2 separate regions of the Sus scrofa genome follow, and region 2 is linked to region 1. The links are chromatin contacts, called in public HiChIP or PLAC-seq maps. All regions are on one chromosome and are shown on one strand. Each heading gives the region's core, a stretch centred on a gene start, on an enhancer-like site or on the middle of the called end of the contact. The rest is flanking DNA. Distances are from core to core; before and after follow the strand shown.

Evidence for each region. HiChIP or PLAC-seq counts read pairs in DNA pulled down with a chosen protein or histone mark.
Region 2: an H3K27ac HiChIP or PLAC-seq map of skeletal muscle shows a contact between it and region 1, with 9 times the contacts expected there. The contact joins two enhancer-like sites. A contact is called at or near these places in 4 of 47 Hi-C or Micro-C datasets (heart right ventricle, skeletal muscle and subcutaneous adipose tissue) and 1 of 2 datasets of contacts at active chromatin or transcription factors (skeletal muscle).

What each region holds. Positions count from the first base shown.
Region 1 is chr14:35,811,273-35,818,007 of Sscrofa11.1, reverse strand. All of the region lies in intron 4 of C14H12orf49 (UPF0454 protein C12orf49 homolog), which reads right to left. Among named protein-coding and RNA genes, the nearest start is that of C14H12orf49, 110 kb to the right of the region's middle. Within about 2 kb of position 3,512, at least 29 of the 83 cell types and tissues checked have an H3K27ac peak or open chromatin away from gene starts, as enhancers often do. A contact at or near this core is called in skeletal muscle, where this site is marked.
Region 2 is chr14:36,024,172-36,031,564 of Sscrofa11.1, reverse strand. The region is part of intron 5 of C14H12orf49 (UPF0454 protein C12orf49 homolog); the gene reads right to left. Among named protein-coding and RNA genes, the nearest start is that of MED13L, 34 kb to the left of the region's middle. Within about 2 kb of position 4,469, at least 23 of the 83 cell types and tissues checked have an H3K27ac peak or open chromatin away from gene starts, as enhancers often do. A contact at or near this core is called in skeletal muscle, where this site is marked.

The DNA of each region.
Region 1 (6,735 bases), core at 2,263-4,762:
ATCCAGTGTTGTGTGTGCATAGTTAAGTACTTCCTCTGTGAGAGTCACTGTCCCCCCATGGGGTTCCTCACCCCTGTATCCACAGCCCTTGCCCAATCTGGATACTCAAAATGCTCTGATGAATAAATGAGCGTTAGTACCATATGACTTGTGGCCTCAATGCCTCAGCTAAGTGGAGGCTCAATAAATCCATGCAAGGAGCCTCCTGGCAGCAGGAGAATCCTCTTAACTTGATTCCGGAAGCTCTGCTAAAGGAGCAAAACAATACCTGCTCCAGGGCACAAGGCTGTGAAGGGAGGGAGGGGTTCCTAGGGGTGAGGGGCTATCTTCCAGGAATCTCTGCTGTCCTGACCGCCCACTGGACGTCACTGGGCAAATGGCCCAATGGCCCCTAACGTCTCTGACTGTGCTTAAACTTTCCACTCACTTCCAGAACAGGTTTGGCTTCACTGGGGAACTATCCTGCTTCAGCAAATCACGCCCCACCTGCTGCAAACAAAGCACACCGTTTACATCATGAATGTTTATAAAGTGCTCTGAGCATCTTGGACAAGAGCCTCCACACAAGCACAAAGCATTACAGGCCAGCAGAAAGGACAAGAATCTCCCTCAACAGATTCCAGTCTGTAAAGTGACCCGATTCTATGCCAGTTCATGCAAGAGGATCCCAAGAAGGAAGGAAGATAATGAGCACACGTGTACATACGAATGCTAGGAGTGTTCACATGCATTCCGTACTATTAAGTGAGCACCTACTGTGTGCCAGGCACTGGTCTAGGTGTTCATCATTAAACCAAAGCTTTCATTCCAGCAGGGGGAGGCAGGCAAGGAAGAAAGGAGTCATTTCAAAAACAAATAAATGTTATAAAGAAAGGAGAATGGGGAGGGTGGGATAAAGAGAGGCTTTGAAGAGATGCTACTGGAGGCTGGGAAATCACTTGTCACCTACTCAACCCCCACAACCACCTGATGTCACTGCCCCCATTTTATAGAAGAGGAGGCTGCAGGTAAGAGCACCGCAACCTGCCCCACAGTCACATAGAAAGAGCAAGCATCTTAAGGGTACCTGGGGTTTGTTTTAAGCAAGTTTGGTAAGACAATGACACTGAAATGATTGTCATGAAGAAATAATTTTATTACATCCACAGATTCCTAGAGACAGGAGGCATGGCCTTCTCCGTAGGATCACATGGGGAAGCATCAGGGTCAGTCTGGAGGCAAAGGCAACAAGGGAAAAACACACACAAGAACTTTTACCAGTTTCTCCTGGAAGGAGTGGGTGAGGTAGGGCAATCAGGCTCAGGATAGGCTAGTTTGAATAATCTCAGGAAGATCTCAGGCCTAGGTGCTGTCCCCAGGTTGTGTGCCCTGGGGTGAAAAGGGCAGGTGGGTTGTAGCTCAGAGGGTGAGAGCCCCAGAAAGGAGAGGAGTGGAGACCAGGAGCTCTGGATCACTTGGTTTGCATTTGAAAGGTATGCTTCCTAGTGAACTGTTCATTATACCCAAGAGTTGGCTAAGCCGGGGAGCGGCAATCCCTACTGGGTAGCAAGGTCCCAAGATGTTCAAAGCATCAGAATACAGGAAATAAGACATAGTTAATACACAGACCCAGCCTGGGGTTCAAGTTGCCCCCCTTGGCTGCCCACAGTCACTGCAGGAACCAAGACCCTGGTTAAGAGGGGCTCTCCAACAGGTTGGGTTCAGCTCCATATGGAAAGAGCAGTGTTGTTCTTATATCACTTAAGACATGGGCTCATTAATCTCATAAGCTGGCAGACAGAAGGGCAACATGAGATAAAGACAGGTCCCTAAATTGTGAAGCTGATGAGAAGGAAAATGAGTTTGTGCCAGGATGCCCCTAAATTGTTTTCTTTTCTCATAAATTCTGCCCCATTTCAATTCAGAGCTTGTTGTTAAGAGCAGAGGACAGAGGAGGTGGTGTCCTTGATTAAAACAACACAAATACTGTTTTCAAAAATGTAGCTGGCTGGTGCCCATGTTGTTTTAATTTGCTGGGACCAGATTGTCCAGCCCTCATGGATTTGATCCCAGACAGGCTCGTTTGACTTATTCAGAGAAAAACTCTGTTTTCAGCCACAAACTGTACCCCTTACCCTGGCCAAATATGTCGCAAACCTCACTAAAGGTCCCAAGAGTTGTTGTCCAGGACTCCCAAGCCCACCTTCTGGATCCCATCTCCAGATGCTACTTGTATGTCATTTGGGTGGCACTGGTCCCAGGAAGAACCACAGAGCTGAGCTAGGCTTAATCTCAGGATGAGGTACAAACATATGGCAGGTACTCCATAACTGCTTGCTAAAAGAATGAGTGAGCAATTGGATGGTTGGATGGATGGATGGACGGATGGAGGATGGGTAGATGGATGGATATATGCATAGGTAGATGGATGGATGAGTGGATAGATGGATGGATGGATAAGTGAATGGATAGATAGGTGGATACATGGTTAGGTAGATGGGAATTTTCTTTAGTATTTCATTCATTGATGGCTTGGGACTTAGTTCAAGTTCCACCAGGCTGTTAAAAAAGAATTTTCTTTCCTTTTCCAATGAAATGTTTCCATCCCCATATTGGCTAGGATAGCTCTCTCCTTTTTAAAAAGGCCACCTCCTTCCTCAAAAAACTAAACACAGAATTACCATATGACCCAGCATTCCCATCCAAAGGAAATAAAATCAGGATCTTGAGGAGACATGTGCACTTTCCTGATCACTGAAGCATTATTCACAATAGCCATAATATAGAGACAACCCAAGTGTCTACTGACATATGGACGGCTAAAGAAAATGTGGCATACACAATGGAATATTATTAGGCCATAAAAAGGAGATCTTGCCATTTGCAACAACAAGAACCTGGAAGACATTATGCTAACTGAAATAAAATGGACACAGAAATACAAATATTGCATGCACATTGCATTCACTTAAATGTGGAATCTGAAAAGGTGGATCTTGCAGAAACAGAGAGCAGAATTAGGATGGTGGTTGCCAGGGGCTGAGGAGTGCAAGAAATGGGGAGATGTTGGTCAAAGGGTACAAACTTTCATTTAGAAAATGAATAAGTTAGGGGACCTAGGCAATAATACTGCTAGTTAATAGTACTGTATTGCATATCTCAACTTTGCTAAAAAACATCTATCTTAAGTGTTTTCACCACATACACACAAAATCCTAACCATGAAAAATACAAATAAAAGGATCCACTTCCGATTGTTTCATTTGAGTCTTTTCTTTTATGCCTTAAAACAAGCCTGGCAGCACGGAGAACACAAGGAGATTATGAAGACAGGCTCTCCTTTAAAAATGACCATGATCTCACTCCTCCTCCCACCGCCGTGGAAACTGGAGCATGGCTCAAGGAGACCTGCTGTCACAGGATCCTGCTTATGGGCACAAAAGCCGGGAAATTTCAGAGCCAATCTGGGCCAGGGGAGGCTGGAGCTCTGAGCTCAAGAGCTGGGCTGGAATGATTCTTCCAGACTGCAGAGTCAGAGAGTGGACTGCCTGCCGGCCAGCCTGCCCAGCGGCAAACAGGAAATCCCAGAATTTATAGATGACCCCGTTACAAGGCAAATGTTTTGGAACAAATTGTTCTTCTTTTTAAATCCTTGTTTTCCACTAGTTTTTCTTTCTGGATTCCCCCTCTCCTTTCCACCTTCCCACTGTCCTTGTTAAACCGGGGCCACAGCGCCACCTGCTGTCCATCATGGGCAGCGGGACTAAGCTGGACTGGCCGTGGGTCCTGTCCCCAGCTCCTCTGCCCAACAATGGGTAGGAGAGTGGCTTTCTGGCTCCTGTCCTGCAAGTCTGTGCTTAAGGTCACGTACCAAGCCGCAGGAGAACTGCTCCTGGGGTTCTTATGTGACTTGAAGACTTGCCGCAAACCCTCCCCACCGCCTGTCCTCTGGGAGAGCCAAAACCGGCAGAAAAAGTGAGTCATGTGGCATCACCGTCCAAGGCCAGGTCTCCACTCCCCTCACACCAGCTGTGCCAGCTTTGGCCAATAACGTCAACCCAATGAGCCTCGATTTCTTCTGGACCCAACTGCGGCTACTTCACCAGGTGGTATGGAAAACATAGGTGCACACACCTGGCCCACAGAAGATGCTTCATCAAGAGCGGTCTCCTTCCTCTCCTATTTGGAGTGCTGCTCACTGGGAAGGAACAGCTTGGAGAGTCTGACATGCAGAAAACTGGCATGTTGCTCTCCTTACAGGAGTGAGAGCTCCCCACACCACAGCAATGCACATGACCAGCCTTGGCCAAGCCCCCACTTGTGAGCTGAGTGGCCCTGCAAGTCTCAGTGTCCTCCCCTGTATGCGACAGTAGTGCCCACACCACAAAGCTTTCTCTGAGCAATGAAGTGAAGGCACATCCAAAACTGAGTAGAGGGACCTTCAGGTAATAGAGTCCTCCACGACTCTGGCTATAATTGTTATTATGAGATGAACAGGGTGCCTAACAGATAGTAAGTGCAAACATCATGGGACATAAGGCAGAAGACCTTGATTAGTATGGTCCAGCCACCGACATGCCATGAGACACTCACCACCACAGTGCCTGATCCTCCTCACCTAGAAACCTTTCTTTATTGAGTAGGACCCTCTGCCTGGGACTTCGTTTTTTTCGTCTGTTAGATGGACATGCCATCCATCCTATCTATTGCTCAGAAATATAGAGGAGATCTGTCCAGGGGTGTGTGCGTGCATGGAATGTTTAAAGAGCTTAGGAAGGAAGGTAGGCTTTATTTTCATTTTGGGTGGCCCCATGTGCCTGGTGGCTTCACCTTCCTCCTCTAAGTGTCCCATGGCTCTCTGGGGTACGTGGGGTTTCTCTAGACACAAAGTAGTGGCCATATCCCCAAGCCCCAACTCACAGGGGAGGGGGTCAGATGAGTTTTATACCATAATGGCCAGAATTCACTCTTTTGCTACTGACACAAGTTGAATATACTCCAAGAAGTAGTCTTCCCGCTCTATGAAATCTCCTCCTCTAACCCAGAGAGAGGATAAGGCACAGTGGGTCTGCAATACGGTGACTGGTTGGGGTGACTCATGGCAGGAGAGTGATGGATCAGGTGAGGTGAGGAAGCAAGGCTGGGGCCAACTTGAGCACCACAAAGGACAGTTCCAACCTAGTTTGGCGAGCCCTTAGGAGCCACAGAGGATTCATAGGCAAGGGAGGAACACGTCCGAAGAGAGAATCCAGGCAGCTGCCTGCTGTATAAATTACAGTAAGGACTCCACAGCTCCTTCTACGCCGCCCTAGAGGTAGGATAACCAACCATCCTGATTTATCTGGAACAGAGGGAGCTCCTAGGAACACAACATATTCAGTTTTAAAGCCAGGGAAGTCCAGGGACAAGCTGGTCACCTTGTTTCAGTGTAAAGAGCACCTCCTGGAGTTGTGCAATACTGATTCTGACTCCTGCCCTATAAGGCTTGCTTTCCCCCTTCTCCTCACCTGCTCTCACAGATAACCTGTCTCCTATCCCATGTTCCCTCTCGGTTCTATTCTACTGAGCAACAGCTAGTATATTGGATTAATACATAGGGATGGATTGCATGCTTATCCCTTCTAGGTAATCTTTGTGCATTTAAACAAAGGCCTCCTGGAGACAATGTTGAATCCAATGGAGTGACTCTAATCGTAAAGAATTTTAACACAGGAGAGATGGGGAAGGATTTGGGGGAGTGAGTGAGTGGGGAGTTGCCCACATCACATCCCATTGGCAGCTATCTTTTTTACCTTGCACAGAGCCAGCTCTTTCTTCCTGGCTTTCTATTTACCCTCCTGCCCTGCCAAGCAAGACTGCAGGAGCCTGGGCTGCTTAAATATTCTGTAAATAATGCTGACTATGGAACTTTATAGATAAACTCACAGACTCATAGCAATAGAATCACAGAATGTCAGAGTAGAAACAGATGCTAGACATCATACAGGCCAGGGTCAGAAAAGACACTGCACTCATGCTGCCACTTCCCCCTGCCAAGCCCATGGCAGACATCACTAATCAATCATGACACTGTCTAGCTGAGCTTGTTTGTAGCCGTAGAGTCCTTCGAGGCATTCTAGGAAGCAACTACCAATTATCTCAGATCTACTAATAATAGCTAAGGTTTATTGAATACGTATGCCGCAGTCCTTTTCTCACACCCTTTCTCGCTATCACCTCTTGAATTACTAATTGTTTACCAGGCCCTTTATATCAGGAGCAGGGTTTCTCAATCATGGAGTCATTGGACATTTGGGCTGGACAATTCTTGGTTATGGGGGGCTGCCCTGGGCATTGTAGGATGTTTAGCAGCACCCCTGGCCTCTACCCACTAGATCCCTGTAGCATTGCCCCTCCACCCCAAGTCGTGACATCTCAAAGTGTCTCCAGGCATTGCCAAATGTCCCCTGGTGGTAGGGGGTTGGGGCAGAGTCCTTCCTGGTTGACAACTATTTGTTTATAGATTTTTCTCTAATCTTCATAATAATCCTTTGGGTTTTTATTTTACAAATGATGAAACCAAGGCCAAGAAAGGACCCAAGACAAACTGGTGACAAAAGCAGGATGCAGGGAACAAATTCCCCTCTGAAGACTCTTCCTCCTTCAGTCATTCGGGAAATTCCATTCAGTTCATTGTCTTTGCCTACAAATTCCCAGGGGAAGGCATGGAACCTGTGGGGCTGAGAAAAACCAGATGCCTATTCGATGCTCCCGCAT
Region 2 (7,393 bases), core at 3,220-5,719, 210 kb before region 1:
AAAAAAAAAAGGAGTTGGATCTTGTTCACCAGGGAGGTAGAATCAGTAGATGTGGTCACTGGACAATAGGAAAAAAAAAGTCATCTGCCATTTGCAACCATCCTCAAATAAACAGCTCTGATTTTGCCTTCCGTGATCCACCCAGTCTCCTGGGTTAGACGATTGTGCAACAAAAGTGAAAATTTCTCTGCAATAAGAATATAACTATTGGCAGATGTCACTGAACCGAAATCTGGAAGATGATAAAAATGGGCATTTTCTCATTGGCCTCCAGTGTCCTGTTTCTCTGTAGGAAGACTCCAATTTCAGCCAAGAGAGTAGTCTTCAATCATGGAAATCAAGAGAGAAACCAACCCGTTGATTGCTTTCCCAATCAGAATCCTTGTTTTCAGTCTTTCTGGATATTCTGCCCAAGAATAATTCTTGGCTAAACATGGCATAGATCGTCCCATTGCCCCATACTTCTACCTCCTTCCAAACCACCGTCTCCCAACCAAGTTTTGAATTTCCAAGAAAAGGCAGTTTTCCATTCTGCCTAAGAACTCAGACTCCAAAGTCAGACAGAATGGAGCTCCAGTCCTACCCTTACCAGTTTCTGGCTGTGAGATCTTGGACAAGGCTCTTAACTTTTCATAATTTTATTTTCCTGCTCCATCCAACAAGGAAAGAACAGTATCTATATGGCAGGGTTTCTGTGAGGACTAAATGACACTAAGTGGCAGAGCTTGGTGAGATGGCATTAAATGTAGGCTGTTATGATCCTCATTGTTTTCAAAAAAGGGTATGGGGTGGTAAAAAGATTTTTAAATTTTATAATAAACCCTGCAGAGTTGCAAAATCAGAAAGACCCTTGTTGAATAAATCATCTCATCATGTCCCCAAGTCGCAGGCTGACAAATGCCACCTCCTAAGGTTCAGAATCAAAGCCCTGGAACCTGGGAAGGTGATCTTATTGAAAAAAGGACCTTTGCAGATGTAACTTAAGTTAAGGACCTTGGGATAAGAAGAGTCCCTAGGAGTTCCCGTCGCGGCTCAGTGGTTAACGAAGCCGACTAGGAACCATGGGATTGGGGGTTCGATCCCTGGCCTTGCTCAGTGGGTTAAAGATCTGGAGTTGCTGTGAGCTGTGGTGTGGGTTGCAGATGCGGCTTGGATCCCGAGTTGCTGTGGCTGTGGTGTAGGCTGGTGGCTGCAGCTCCAATTAGACCCCTAGCCTGGGAACCTCCATATGCCGCAGGAGAGGCCGAAAGAAATAGCAAAAAGACAAACAAACAAACAAAAAACCAGAAGAGTTCCTAAGTGCAATACAAGTGTCCTTAGAAGAGAAGAGAAGGGGAGGGTCTCACACATGAAAAGCCCATGGGAAGACAGAGGCAGAGGCTGGAGCGATGTGACCACAAGACAAGGAAAGCCAGCAACCACCAGAAGCTGCAAGAGGCCAGGAAGGATCCTCCCCTAGAATCTTCAAAAAAAGCCTGGCCCTGCCAACACCTTCATTTCTGGCTTCCAGAACCAAGAGAAAATACCTTTCTGTTTTTTATGCACCCAGTCTGCAATCATTTGTTGCAGGCACCCCAGAAGACTAATATATCCTGTGGCATCTTTTTTTTTTTTTTTCCCTGTCTTTTGTCTCTTTAGGGCCGCACCCGTGGCATACGGAGGTTTCCAGGCTAGGGGTCTAATTGGAGCTGTAGCTGCTGGCCTACACCACAGCTCACGGCAATGCCAGATCCTTAACCCACTGAGCGAGGCCAGGGATCGAACCCACAACCTCATGGTTCCTAGTCAGATCATTTCCACCATGCCACAATGGGAACTCCCCTATGGCATCTTTAATGGGGAGTGCAATTCCTTGCCTCACCGGGGAATTCTGAGAATGAAGGAGGCGAATCTGTGGAGGTTTCTGGCCTTGAGCTGTTTGGGGAGAAGCCAGCAAGGGCCCCTCATAGCCTGATCATTAAGAACAGACAGATTGGGGTTCAAATTCTTACTTCCGTTTTAACAGCTGTGCAATCGTGGACAGGGGACTCCACCTCTCTGAACTTCAGTTTCTTCATATATAAAGCAGGAGTAGTAATATTCCTACCTCGCGAGATAATGGGATGATTTGGAAAATATATCTGATGTGCCTGGTATGCAGAAAATGCTACAATGACTCTTTTGGGGAAATCCAACTGGCTTCTCACACAAGCTGAGAGGCTGATGTGGTCATGGAGGGACTGTGGCCGTGGGGAACCCACAAAGCTAAATGGCGTGAGTTGGGTTGAACTCGTGGCCATTCCTGGTTAGCATGGCTATTTTTCTCCTGAAGGAAAAGCCTGGCTGTCCTGGAGTGCCTTGTGAGATAGCCCACACTCAGGGATCCTGCTTTCTTGTTCCTGCTAAAATTGAAGGGGACAGAAAGCCTTAAAAGTCAACCCCATGCTCCCAAAGGGTTGCTCTGTGTCTGCCAGGAACCTTCTAAAGGCAGCGACTTCTAAACAAGCAATACTGACTCCAAGGCTGTTTCTGCCCCTGCTTCCCGAGTCTGTCTGGGCTCAGAAGACCCCGCCATCCATGACCCTCCTACTTACTGCCTAGAAGGGGCACATCCTTTCCACTCAGTTAAAAGGACATTTTTCCGGGAGTTCCCGTCGTGGCGCAGTGGTTAACGAATCCGACTAGGAACCATGAGGTTTCGGGTTCGGTCCCTGCCCTTGCTCAGTGGGTTAACGATCCGGCGTTGCCGTGAGCTGTGGTGTAGGTTGCAGACACGGCTCGTATCCCGCGTTGCTGTGGCTCTGGCGTAGGTCAGTGGCTGGGGCTCTGATTCGACCCCTAGCCTGGGAACCTCCATGTGCCACGGGAGCGGCCCAAAGAAATAGCAAAAAGACAAAAAAAATAAAAATAAAAAAAAAATAAAAGGACATTTTTCCAATGAGAGCAGGTCATATTTCAGACTGCATTGCCAGGGTATCAGGAGCCAGTAAAAGGGGGCATTTAACACCGTATTTATTTTGACTGGCAAAACAGGTCATGGCTGTAAAAGAAACAGCTCTTGAGAATGAGGCAGCCTCGTCGACTCTGGGCTCACTCTTTCTACCCACACACACACTGTTTAAAGCATTCCAGAGCTGCTGCCAACTTTCCTGGCAGAGCTCTTATTTCTTTACATGTATGTTGCATTCCATCTGGTTAATGTGCTCTCTGTGCCATTCGTGGATTTTGGCAAGGCCTGGCAAGGTGGCCTGGCATGCTGAGGCTTGTTCTAAGCAAAGCAGGGCAGGAGGTAGAGGGAGGCTGGAGGCCAATGGAGGGGTCCCGTTTCCCCTTTGGCTCATGGGGGCCTGGAGTTGCAAACACTGAAGGGGAGTCACAGAGCAGTTTTCTTCCAGATGTGGCTGAGTCATGTGCATGCCACTCCTGCTGTTCACCCTTTGAGGGGACTTGGGGGGGTGCACTTTTACAGTTTCTGATGCGTGGCCAGAAAAGTTAAAGCATTGAAGAAAGGTAACAGTGGGGAAATCAACTCATACTCATGAATCTGGGGTTTCCCTAGAAACCTTTAGAGGCGAAGGCCAGAAAACGCCAACACCTGGATCCGATAGGCCCAAGGCCTAAAGAAAACTGAACTCAATCTTTACATTATTCTCAAGAACCATTAAGTACTTGGTTGGAGAAGCTGAGGTGACGTGCTGTGATTTGGATCCTATTTCATCCACTTGGAAGACAGGAAAGCCAGGTTTACGCACCGCCAAAACATCTGGTGAAGTCAGTTAAAAAGAAAATGTACCACTCCGGTTGGGGGTAGGTGGGGGTGGGTGGAGGTGGGGATAAAACCCTTTAGAAACAGTTGTTGGGTATTGGGTGACGAAAAGCATTCCATTGATTGACTCAAATGTTCACTTTTCCATCGATTCCTGTTGAGTCAAGAGCTTCGGGATGGGGAAACAACGAAGACTCTGGGCAATGAAAGAAAGATTATAGGGTTAAAAGACACAGAAAAGTTCTCACCTTTAGAAAGAGTGTGAGTGCACTTATTTTTTTTTGAGTTCAGCCAAGAGTGTGAACAGAATCCCCCTGTTAAATGGAATTCCTGGGAGTTCCTACTGTGGTGGAATGGGAATGGCGTCGTTTCTGCAGTGACTCAGCCACTGCACTGGTGAGGGTTCGATCCCCAGCCCGTTGCAGTGCAGCTGCAGCTCAGATTGGATTCCCTGGTCTGGGAACTTCCTTATGCCGAGGAGCAGCCAAAAAAAAAAAAAAAAAAGAAGAAGAAGGAAGAAATGGAATTCTTCACCTGAATCAGGAGGAGATGACATGGTACAGGAAAAAAATAAGATACGGGCTCCTAATAAGAAACAGCCACATGTGGAATAAAATTAGTGTGAGTTGTGTAATCCCAGTTGGCCAGTTGTAAGAACAGGGAGGAGAAAGGAGCATAGGGAACATGTTTCAGATGTGATTCAACAGGTCCTGGAGCCCGTCCTGACCCTCTGGGTTGGAATTTCTGACTCCCTTCTCTGCCTTGACTCAGAAAAGGAAACCGTATCCTGACCGCTCATTTCTTTTTATAGAATTAAACTTTCTTGCCAACTTCCTCCAGAGCACAAGATCATCTCTCGTAGTCTCTAAACAATACGCCAATCATCAGGTGGAAGCGAGGGGGAGCACTGACCTGTTCGCCCCAAACATCACCCAGGCCCCGAGCAGAAGATAAACGGGAACAGTTTGGCTTTCGTACCCGGCCTGGTAAATACAACATGTTCTCACAGGTTGGAAAACCGTCTGGCTCATCTTTGTACTTTCTCTTCTTTCTCTCACTTCTTCCGACTTGGATCTCATCATTCGGCTCTGACGTGGGCCAAGTTCACATTTGCCAGTTACCGAATGGATAATGGGTGGTTTGTAAGATTAGTAATAGGCTCGGGATGAGGAGTCAGGCAGCCAAGTGTATACTGTGTGCGTACTGAAATAATGTCTCTTGATCTTGACTTCCCACCCAGCCCTGATTGGCTGGCCACATGTTGATAGGAATCAAGGGGGATGGGAACAAAATGCCTTAGTTCCCATTCATTCGGTCGCCATATTTGCACCAGCCACAAAATCCCCACGATAGTTCCTTGCCCTGGAAAACCAGCTAGTGGGGGGTTGTTTCCTGGGAGTAAGGTACACTGGAGCTTGGAAGCCCAAAGGCACCATTAATAGAATGCAAAGAGTTTAGTAGTCCCTCATTAAAAATGGATTTTGTTTTCAATGCTTTGAGGACAGAACAGTGAAGTTGGAAACCGTGCTTGTAATTGGGAGCAGGTCTCCTGCCAGATTCTAACAGCTTCAAGGGATATCCAGTTTTAGGTTTACAGTACTACATTCTGGCTCATTGAAACTGCATCTAAACGTTGCCAGAATGTGTCATAAACTACAAAATCTGTACAGAAATATATCGACATAATGGCTCTGTAGCCTTAAGTCAGTGGGGTTGGGGAGCAGCGCTTGTCCCCAGCAGGGTTGTTCTTGCTCTGTCTCTTGGCAGACTTGGGGCACCTGGGACAATGATCATTCACGGGAGTCTGACCCTGGTCTGACCAGTTTGCTCAGCTGCTTAGAACGCCATGCTAAAGAACTCTGGACACAAAGCATCTTCTTTCAGATCCTCCACTGTCTAAGCTCCCTCCTGCCTCTGAGCCTTTGCTCATGCTATTCCCCCTGCCAGGAACCCTATTTTCCCAGCTTATTCCTAATCCAGCCCTCAGTTTACAGGCTGATTTTTCATGGAAGTCTTCCCTGACCCCTCAGACTGGGTTCCTTTGTTTGAATTCATTTGGGCTGCTGTAACAAAAATCCTATAGACTAAGTGGCTTAAACAACAAACACGTACTTCACACAGTTCTGGAGGCTGGGAGACCCAAGATCAAGGCAGAGTCAGTGTCTGGTGAGGGCTCACTTCGTGGTTCATAAATCGCCAACTTCTTGCTGTGTCCTCACCGGATGGAAGGGGTGAAGGAGCTCTCTGGGGTCTCTTTTATAAAGGGACTAACCCCATCTATAAGGACTCTGCCTTCCAATTGCCTCCTAAAGACCCTACCACCCAATACCTTCACATTGAGGGGTTAGGATTTCAGCATAAGAATTTGGGGGGGACGACACAAACATTCATTCAGTCCATGGCAACAGTACTTATCAAAACTGTCACTTAAAACTTCTATTTTCTGGGCGTTCCCATAGTAGCTCAGCAGAAATAAATCTGACTAGCATCCATGAAGACGCAGGTTTGATCCCTGGCCTTGCTCAGTGGGTTAAGGATCTGGCGTTGCTGTGAGCTGTGGTGTAGGTTGCAGATGCAGTTCAGATCCCGTGTTGCTGTTGCTATGGCTGTGGTGGAGGCCGGCAGCTGCAGCTCCGATTTGACCCCTAACCTGGGAACTTCCATATGCCACTGGTGCAGCCCTAAAAAAAAAAAAATAGAAAAAAAAAAAAATCCCAACTTCTATTTTCTATCTGATAGCAGTGTAACTTCTCAGACTATAATGTGCAGACAAATCACCTGAGATTGCGTTAGATGGCAGATTCTGATTCAGCTGATCTGGAGCAGGGCCTGAGAACCTGCATTTCTTTTTTTTTTTTGTCTTTTGTCTTTTGTTGTTGTTGTTGTTGTTGTTGTTGTTGCTATTTCTTGGGCCGCTCCCATGGCATATGGAGGTTCCCAGGCTAGGGGTCCAATCGGAGCTGTAGCCACCGGCCTGCGCCAGAGCCACAGCAACGCGGGATCCGAGCCACGTCTGCAACCTACACCACAGCTCACGGCAACGCCGGATCGTTAACCCACTGAGCAAGGGCAGGGACCGAACCCGAAACCTCGTGGTTCCTAGTCGGATTCGTTAACCACTGCGCCACGACGGGAACTCCAGAACCTGCATTTCTAACAAGCTCCCAGGTGATGCTGATGCTGCCTCTGAGCTACACCCTGAGTGCAATGGTACCAACCTCTCTCAATCACAGTTCCATGAGAAAAAAGCCTGACAGAACATGAGCTGTTCTACTATTTTCTTTCTTTCTTTCTTTTTTTTTTTTTTTTGTCTTTTTGCCTCTTGTAGGGCCGCACCCGCGGCATATGGAGATTCCCAGGCTAGGGGTCTAATCGGAGCTGTAGCCGCTGGCCTACACCACAGCCACAGCAATGCAAGACCCGAGCAACCTACATCACAGCTCATGGCAATGCTGGATCCTTAACCCACTGAGCAAGGCCAAGGATCGAACCTGCAACCTCATGGTTCCTAGTCAGATTGGTTAACCACTGAGCCATGACGGGAACTCCTGTTCTACTATTTTCTCAGTTCTCCTAAGGATGATGCTTAACTAGCTGTAAGATGTATAAAGAACCAGCAATAACTGCTAGCTGGTTCTTGACACATCT